2 separate regions of the Mus musculus genome follow, and region 1 is linked to region 2. The links are chromatin contacts, called in public HiChIP or PLAC-seq maps. All regions are on one chromosome and are shown on one strand. Each heading gives the region's core, a stretch centred on a gene start, on an enhancer-like site or on the middle of the called end of the contact. The rest is flanking DNA. Distances are from core to core; before and after follow the strand shown. Region 1 holds the start of Crot (carnitine O-octanoyltransferase). Region 2 overlaps Rundc3b (RUN domain containing 3B).

Region 1 (4,185 bases), core at 144-2,643, 510 kb after region 2:
AAAAAAAAAAAAAAGGCTTAAAATAGAGAGGACCTAACCTAATCATTTGAGTGCTTGAGCAGAGATACTGCCACACCTCTGTGTCTACATCTATGTCTTTAATGATCTGTGTCTACATCCATGTCCTTAACGAACTCAGAGACAAACAGGACTTGCAGGAAATGGGATTAATCCTAATGCAAGTGAACAGGGGTTAGACTCTGCCAACTCGAATGAACCTGAAAAGGGAGTCTCCCCCTAAAACTTCAGAAAGTAACTCATAACAGAAACCCTGGTCTCTCCTTTTGTGCGTCCATGCAGGGTAAGCAGCTAAGCTTGCTCGGACTTCAGATCTTCAGAAACTCAAAGTCTGTGTTCCTTTAACCGCTAAACATGTCACTGTCTGCTGTAACAGCAATAGGAAACTAATGCAAGCATGCCGGGCAAGCTGATCTCATTACACTTCCTTGTCATTTAACAGATCCCACAAAGAAGACCAGAGTACTAATTTTATGCCTGCTGCAGTGCTTAGCCCCTGCAAGGTTAAGCCGACTACAGATTCTTTAAGAGTTGTCTTAAGTTTTCAACCATATAAAACTAGTTAAACGATTCCAATAAAATTAAGAAAACGATGACAGTGGACTTTCTGAAAGCAAGGTGATGTGAACGCGAGAGAGGTGGGAAAATAGAACCAGGAAGTAAACAAATAGGGTCACATACCAGTAAACCACGAAGAAGTGCTCAGGACCTCCAGGAGCCTGCTTGAACAATTCGGAAAGGAAACCACAGGGAACCCGAACTGGCCAAGCCTGGTGACTGTGGAAAGGAAGAAATACACTCAAGTAAAGATCAGGAAAGGAGAAGAGGATAGTGACAGAAGCTGGAAATACAGAGAACGGACATCTGCTAGACATGAGATTTATATCACTACAGAGCTAGCTATGTTCCAAGCAGCCTATCAGATGGACCCAAGGGGCACAGGGAACCTTCCGGTGCCCGCGGGGAGGTTGCAGCAGAAGCAGAAAGCAATAAAGTTCAGAAACTCCTCCCACCAAAACAAGGGCAGCTTCTCACCGAGGATAAGGACAAGGGGAGAAAAACCAAGAAACATGCACACGCAAAACCAACCAATCGATCAAGCACTCTAGCACTCTAGCACTCTAGCGAGGCCGGTGCAACTGAGAGAGGACACCCCAAACCAGAAGGGCAAGATGCTCGGGGGGGGGGGGGGGCACCACGCCCGCGCCAGACGGGGCGCCTGGGCGCACAGCCCGACTGCACTCAGCTCGGCTTCCTGCTACTGCAATACCCTTCGACCCCCTCGCCATGTGGGAGGGGAAGGAGAGCGAGCAGCCGGCCCCAGAATCCTCACCTCCCGCGCCCCTCTTGTCCCTCTGCGTCGGCCTGCAGGCTCTGGGCTGTCCTGAGGCCGGACCAGAACGGAAAACCGCGAGGGTCCCGCCCTGTGCGCGTCGGGGAACGGGATTGGACGGGAAGCCGCGAGGGTCCCACCCCGCGCTGGAAGGGGTGGGCTGTCGAGGCTTGCTGGTCCCGCCCCCGCCGGGTTCTCGGGCTCTGGTGGCGTCCTAGGCTGCAGACCCCGGGAACGCAGCAGAAAGTCAGATAAGCGCCCTGCAGTCCCCGCTACAGCAGCTTCCTTCCGGATGCTGCGGGAGATTGGCCTCCGTCCAGAGATCTACCCACTCTCGGGCACAGCCCTGTGGCTGCGTAAGGAGGCCCACGGCTCAGCCTGCTTTTCGCCGAACTCTTAGGGGCTTGGCGCTGTGTTCTTTCTTCCCAGTCGCTCCCCCTTCTTTGTGCCAGCCTCCTTTGCATGGCCCAGGCAAGCATTTATACTACTTTAGATATAAATTTAAGAATTTATACTGAGACATTTTATTTTGTCTACCCTGTGTGCTGGCAAGAGAATAGCAGGCGAATGGATCCGGTTTGGCCTCGTCGCCTCTTTGAGACTTAAGATTTGGCCAACTCCCAGCCATCTAGGGCAAGCCCTTGCAGTCTCTAGCGATGGTCAAGCTTCAAGCTTTGGCCTTGCCTGAATATTTTTATCATCCAAGAAGTTGCGTTTTTAAAAAGCTAGCACGTCCTAGAGGAAGACTATGAGGTATTTTTAGTTTCACAGGTCAATGCCCTTTTTTTCATTTACCTCCTGAAATAAATTGATACAATTTTAAACTTATATACACTTTTTATTTGTACTTCTGTTTTGTTTTCGTGGAAGGAAAAATATTTTACCTGCTCCTGCATAGTTAAGTTATTCAACAGTTTAATGACTTCATTTCAAATTAGTATATTAAAAGCTGCTGTCTTTCCGAAATCCTTTTGAGTTTCCCGCAGAATTACTAATATGTTTCATGACTGCACAGCGTTGCTGGAGGTATTACATAATCAAGCTGGATAATCTCTCTAAGCTTGTCAAAGTGACTGTGTTAAAGAACTTTTCCCCCTCATAGTATGTAAGTGTTCCGTTCCGGATATTATATTATGCTTCGAAAATAGAATTCTTAGACTGACTGGATTTCTCAGAAACCTTCATTGTCTTTTTTTTTTTTTTTTTTTTTTTTTTTTAGTAAAAAAAATTTTGGCACCTCTTTAGAAGTTTACGCATATTGAATGTTTGCTGGTGGCAAAGAATTTAGGGTCACTCACCTTCACTGTTTTTGTGAGTTTGGTAATCTCACCAAACCAGGCCTTTATGCAGGGTCTTTAACACTGAGCTACATTCAAGCCCTGCTGCAAGTTTCTCTTCTTCCTGGTTTTGTTAAGCAGAAACGGTGTCTCCATGAAGATCTTGGCTTCTCATAAAAAGAAAACAACCTCGGGACTGAAAAAAATCAGTAGAACCTGGAGAATGTGAGAAAAATGACCATCTCTGTAAAACTGTAATTAAGCAGAGTCCTGAAAATGTTTTCTACCAAATGTATAATAGATATTTTAATGTCAAATTTAAAATCGGTAGCACTCAGATTAAATTTGAACAAGCTTGTATTTCTTAGCTCAGGATAGACAGATCTTGATGGCTGAGGAAGATATTGCAAGCTTTTGGAGTATGTCTTATAGCAACAACTTGTCCCAAGTCTTAAAATTGACTATTAAAGTTATATAAAAAATCATTCGGGCTGGAGAGATGGCTCAGCAGGTAAGAGCACCAACTGCTCTTCCAGAGGACCTGAGTTCAAATCCCAACAACTACATGCTGGCTCACAACCACCCATAATGAGATCTGACTCCCTCTTCTGGAGTATCCAACCGGAGTGAGCAGAGGTCTAAAAATTCAATTCGCAACAGCCACATGAAGGCTCACAACCATCTGTACAGTGTACTCATATACATAAAATAAATAAATCTTTAAAAAATCATTCATTTATGTGTATGAAGGGATCCATATGGACCCAGGACCCCAGGGCAAGGGGCTACCTCTGGCTAGAGAGGAGGCAGATGTGGCACATAGGCAAATGACAGTGTCAAGTCAAGGGCAAGCCCTGAGCTAGGATGAGGTGTTGACTTTCATTAGACAGATTAGGTCAGTCAAAGGAGCGGAGGGTTGATAGCTGAACCGCAATACTTTGATAACTAGACTTTGGTAGTCCGCCTCAGGAGAGGGAAATGACCAAATAAGGGAATAGACCTTGTTGGCTAGTTATAGGAATAAAATCTAATAGTTTCCAGCAAGACAGTGGGAATCAGGGAGAAAGGCAATGCCTACCAGAGCCATGTGTGACATGCTCGGGCTGGCTAGAGTCCATTCAGTGTAGCTCTTTCTCCATACACTACCAAATTAAAAGGAAGACTTTTACAGACTGCCGCAGACCCTCTAAGTCCCTTTGTCTGCATGGAACGGGTCTCTGGGGCAGATGGACAAAGCGTTAGAGGGTGACAGACAGACCAACACATGAGATTGTGTAGAATCTGAATGTATTGTCACAAAGTGAACACCAATCTTATATAGTACAAGGGGTCCGGAAGTCACAGCAGGCAAGGTACACTGAAGTTACCAGGTACAAAACAAAGGAATGATTTCAAAAGGATTTACAGGAACCAGGTTAATGTTTACAGTAAAGATAAAGCAGTCCTGCCTAGGGTCAGCTTAGTGACAGGCAAGGATTTCACACTCTAGTGCTATAGCTTTGAGCCTTGTGAAGGCTAGCACCAGGGGGTTCTGCTCTTGGCAGGCCTCATGAATAA
Region 2 (3,715 bases), core at 470-2,969:
AGATGAAATAGAAATGAAAAATTATAAAAATTACAAGGTCATTTGATCAATTAAGTAAGACTAAATTTGCCAAAGTATTTTCAGACCCAGAATAATAAAACTAGAGAAAAAGAGAGCCATTATGATAGATACAAATGAAATTCAAAAGAATTACTAGGAGTGATCTTAAAAATATATTCTGTTAAATTGGAAAGATCTAAAATAAATGGATGAATGTTTAGATGTATATGACCTACAAAAATTAATCCAAATGAGATAAACAGATAAGAATTAATAGAGCTGATGCAGTAATAAAAACATCTGGATTAAAAAAAAAGCAGGCAAATTCAGCTTTGTCTTGTACAAATACACTACAAAGACATCAGAACTTAGAAAATACTTAATGACATTAGTTAGTTGTCTTTTGTGAAACTTTAAGCACTGAATAACGCAGTGAAAGAAAACACTAGGCCTAAGACTCAGGAATAAAATCTGGACCCTGTCTCTGGACACCAAGATGCAGAACACCTATAAAAAGCAAGTTGAGCCAGTCAGGTACCATGCTACCCAGTCAGACAGACCACACCAGAGAAGACCCCCCAGCCAGTGTCATGCAGGCCTGGCTGGGTAGTCCATGCCTTAGGCAATCCATGTCCAGTGAATGGGTGGGACATAACACTCCTGAGATGACACCAGAAACACAGAGGCCCCAGGCATCATTATGATGATGAGCAAGTAGTGGTGGAGAGACAGAGAGGGAGAGGGATGTTTGTACAGTGAAGGGAGGTAGAACTGCTGAGAGTGTGAAGAACAGCCTGATGAGGGTGGCTGGTGATGCCACCTGGGGTTATGGTGGGGTCCTGGCCCATGCTGCCAGCCAGGGCCATGTCTAAGTTCATGGACCTGCAACAGCAGGGGTCTATTCCCACCAAAGGCCAGGCGGATGTCCATAGTCTCCAACTGCAGTACTCAGGAGAAGGGGCCCCACATCTCACCCAGGGAGCAGAGCAAAGCTGGCCCTGGTTGCTGGGGGGTTGTGAGTGAGCTGGTCCTGGGGTGTAAGTGTGGGAGAGCTGGCCTGGCCACTTGTCTAATGTGTGGTGCTGTGGCAAGGGAGAGATGCCCTCCCCCACCTCACCACCTATGGAAGATGGGAGAGCTGGCCCCCAAGGTCATGAGAGCAGGAGAGCTGTCTCCGAGCAGTACTCAGCAGGCCCTCCTGGTCAGCACAGTAGAGCTGTCCTTGGTTGCAAGGGGTCACATGTAAGCCAGTCCCAAAGCATGAGAACAAGAGAGTTGGCACAGCCCCTTGCTGGGTGTAGTACTTGGGAGAGCAGCCCACACCTCAACTGGACAGCAGAGCTGGCCCTGCTGGGTTGGGATGAATCGGCACGAGGGCATGAGAGTAGAAGAGCTGGCTCTGCCTCTTGCTGGCTGCAGCATTGGGTGGGCTAGTCAGTGTTCTGCCAGAGAGCTCTCCCATGGTGGTTTCAGTATGGGGGAGCTGGTGTACTGACCAGCTCAGCTACAAGCCAGGCCCAAATCCAGGACTTTAACATTGACCCTCCCCAACATCTACCCCATCTATGAACTGTCGAAGAGTGCGAAAGGGCCAGTCCTGCAATCCAAAACTACAGGATCTCCATGACACAGGGCAGTGACAGGATATCCCAGAGGAGTCCCAGGGAGGCTCCAGTATTGATAGTATAACAGAAGCCAGAGTTCTGGAACCAGACCAATAGATGCACTGCAGAAAGCATTTGCAAGTAAAGCTGCTGAGACAAAAGGGTGTACTGTGGGATACACAGCTGCACAATACAGCTTCCACAATAAGAACAAAAGGGTGTACTGTGGGATACACAGCTACACAATACAGCTTCCACAATAAGAACAAAAGGGTGTACTGTGGGGTATACAGCTACACAATACAGCTTCCACAATAAGAACAAAAGGGTGTACTGTGGGGTACACAGCTACACAATACAGCTTCCACAATAAGAACAAAAGGGTGTACTGTGGGATACTCAGCTACACAATATAGCTTCCACAATAAGAACAAAAGGGTGTACTGTGGGGTTCATGGCTACAGAATACAGCTTCCACAATAAGAATTTTTTCATTTGGGGTAGATCTAATATATTTAAATGTTTTATTGTCTCTGGTTGCCTTTATCTTGTCAGAAAGAACAAAGAGCACTACTAAACTCATTTTATGAAACCATAATCAACCTGATACCAAAACTGCATGAAGACATAATAAAAAAGGAAACTATAGTCCAGTCTCCTTAATGAACATAAATCAAAAAAATCTGCAGAAAACACTTGCAAATTGAATGTGAAAACATAATTTGATTTGCAATTCTTACTGCAGATAGAACACTTTGCCAGATTGCTGAAACATGTCACCAGACTCTGAGGGCCACTGCCTTGTTAACAGGAAAAGGGCTTATACACAGTTTAGGCTGAGTTTAATAAAAAAAAAAAAAATCAGCTACTCTCTGCCGTGCCTGTATCTATGTTACAACACACAGTGGGGGAAGCCAGGAAATACACTGTTCGCTACATATCATGTATATAGATATGTAGACTGATACATACTGTGATGAGAAGGACTCTTTGGAAAGAATCCCCAAGTCCGTTATACATCAGTCCTGGTGCTCCTGGAGAGGTTCAAAAAAATGAATAAAGGAATATAGGAGACATCTGTTTTATACTCAGTGCCTTATATTCTTTACTACAAATTTTAATTACATCATATGGCCACATGATGGCAACATGTTAACATATTTCCAGGCCATGACTATAACCGTGTCCGGGTTTTGCCTGTAAACTACGAGTTGACTGGACTTTATCTTTCCCTCTACTCTTTGGTTCTTGAATTATAAGAAATTCAGAATATATCAGAATTTCTGTCAGTTTTATATTAGAGAGTTGTGATGTCACTAAGGGATAGGAATTTTTCAACTTCTCTCAGTTACTTGGGACCATTGTCCTATATGTAGTCAGTAACTCTCAAAATGTCATGTGCTATATAAGGAATATTTTAAAAGTATGTATAATATTCAATCTCAACAGAAGGGTTTTCTCCAATCATATCCATTAGTGTGTTGGATTTAATTAGTCCTCAATATTTATTCTATGTGCTGAAATGGAAGTTCAGTAAACACTTGAACCAGGTAACTATATTTGTCAAGGAAAAAGACCAGTACTGTATGGTTAAAAAAATCTTTAATATACATGCAACAAATATAGTACATCGAGGCAACAAAATACAGATGGAAAGATAGACATAGCCAGCATTCTTTGTGGAGTTCTGAAAAATAAACAGTACCACTGAAAATTAAAGACTGAGACACTGTTCACTCATGCAAGCGTTACAAACTGCCTGTAGCTCGAAACCAACTGCAGAAACTTGGGTTCCACAGTAGCAGATGAACTTTATATCAAGAGCTCCAATAATGGAGGGAAAGCCATGATCCTCAGGTGTCATGTCTCAGTCCGCAGTTCGCAGCAGGGATATGTCACAAACTAGTGCTTCTATCGGACAGATCTGAAAAAGTGTACCAACTGGGGAATCTTGTATTCCCTTCTACTTTATAAAAATGTATGAAAAGATCTTACCAAGGTTTTATATCTGAAAAATCATAAATGACAGGTGAGAGCAGGCCGTGGTGATAAAGCAGTAAACACTTTGACTTTCTTAGGAAAGTAGAGGTGCGCCCACGGCCAGCCTAAAT

Evidence for each region. HiChIP or PLAC-seq counts read pairs in DNA pulled down with a chosen protein or histone mark.
Region 1: an H3K4me3 HiChIP or PLAC-seq map of embryonic stem cells shows a contact between it and region 2, with 6 times the contacts expected there. The contact joins the promoter of Crot here to the enhancer-like site in region 2. A contact is called at or near these places in 14 of 39 promoter capture datasets (the 3T3-L1 cell line, 3T3-L1-derived adipocytes, the C10 cell line and 7 more), 1 of 484 Hi-C or Micro-C datasets (B cells), 16 of 115 datasets of contacts at active chromatin or transcription factors (the 230-238 cell line, the NIH/3T3 cell line, the SCID.adh cell line and 9 more) and 4 of 9 other capture datasets (adipose tissue, embryonic stem cells, liver and 1 more).

What each region holds. Positions count from the first base shown.
Region 1 is chr5:8,995,753-8,999,937 of GRCm38.p6, forward strand. Crot (carnitine O-octanoyltransferase) reads right to left here and starts at 1,394. Exons shown (of 18, transcript NM_023733.3): 1 at 1,352-1,394; 2 at 700-795.
Region 2 is chr5:8,487,147-8,490,861 of GRCm38.p6, forward strand. Rundc3b (RUN domain containing 3B) reads right to left here. Exons shown (of 11, transcript NM_001347311.1): 11 at 3,190-3,715. Among named protein-coding and RNA genes, the nearest start is that of Slc25a40, 66 kb to the left of the region's middle. Within about 2 kb of position 1,720, at least 35 of the 459 cell types and tissues checked have an H3K27ac peak or open chromatin away from gene starts, as enhancers often do. A contact at or near this core is called in embryonic forebrain, embryonic stem cells and neural stem cells, where this site is marked.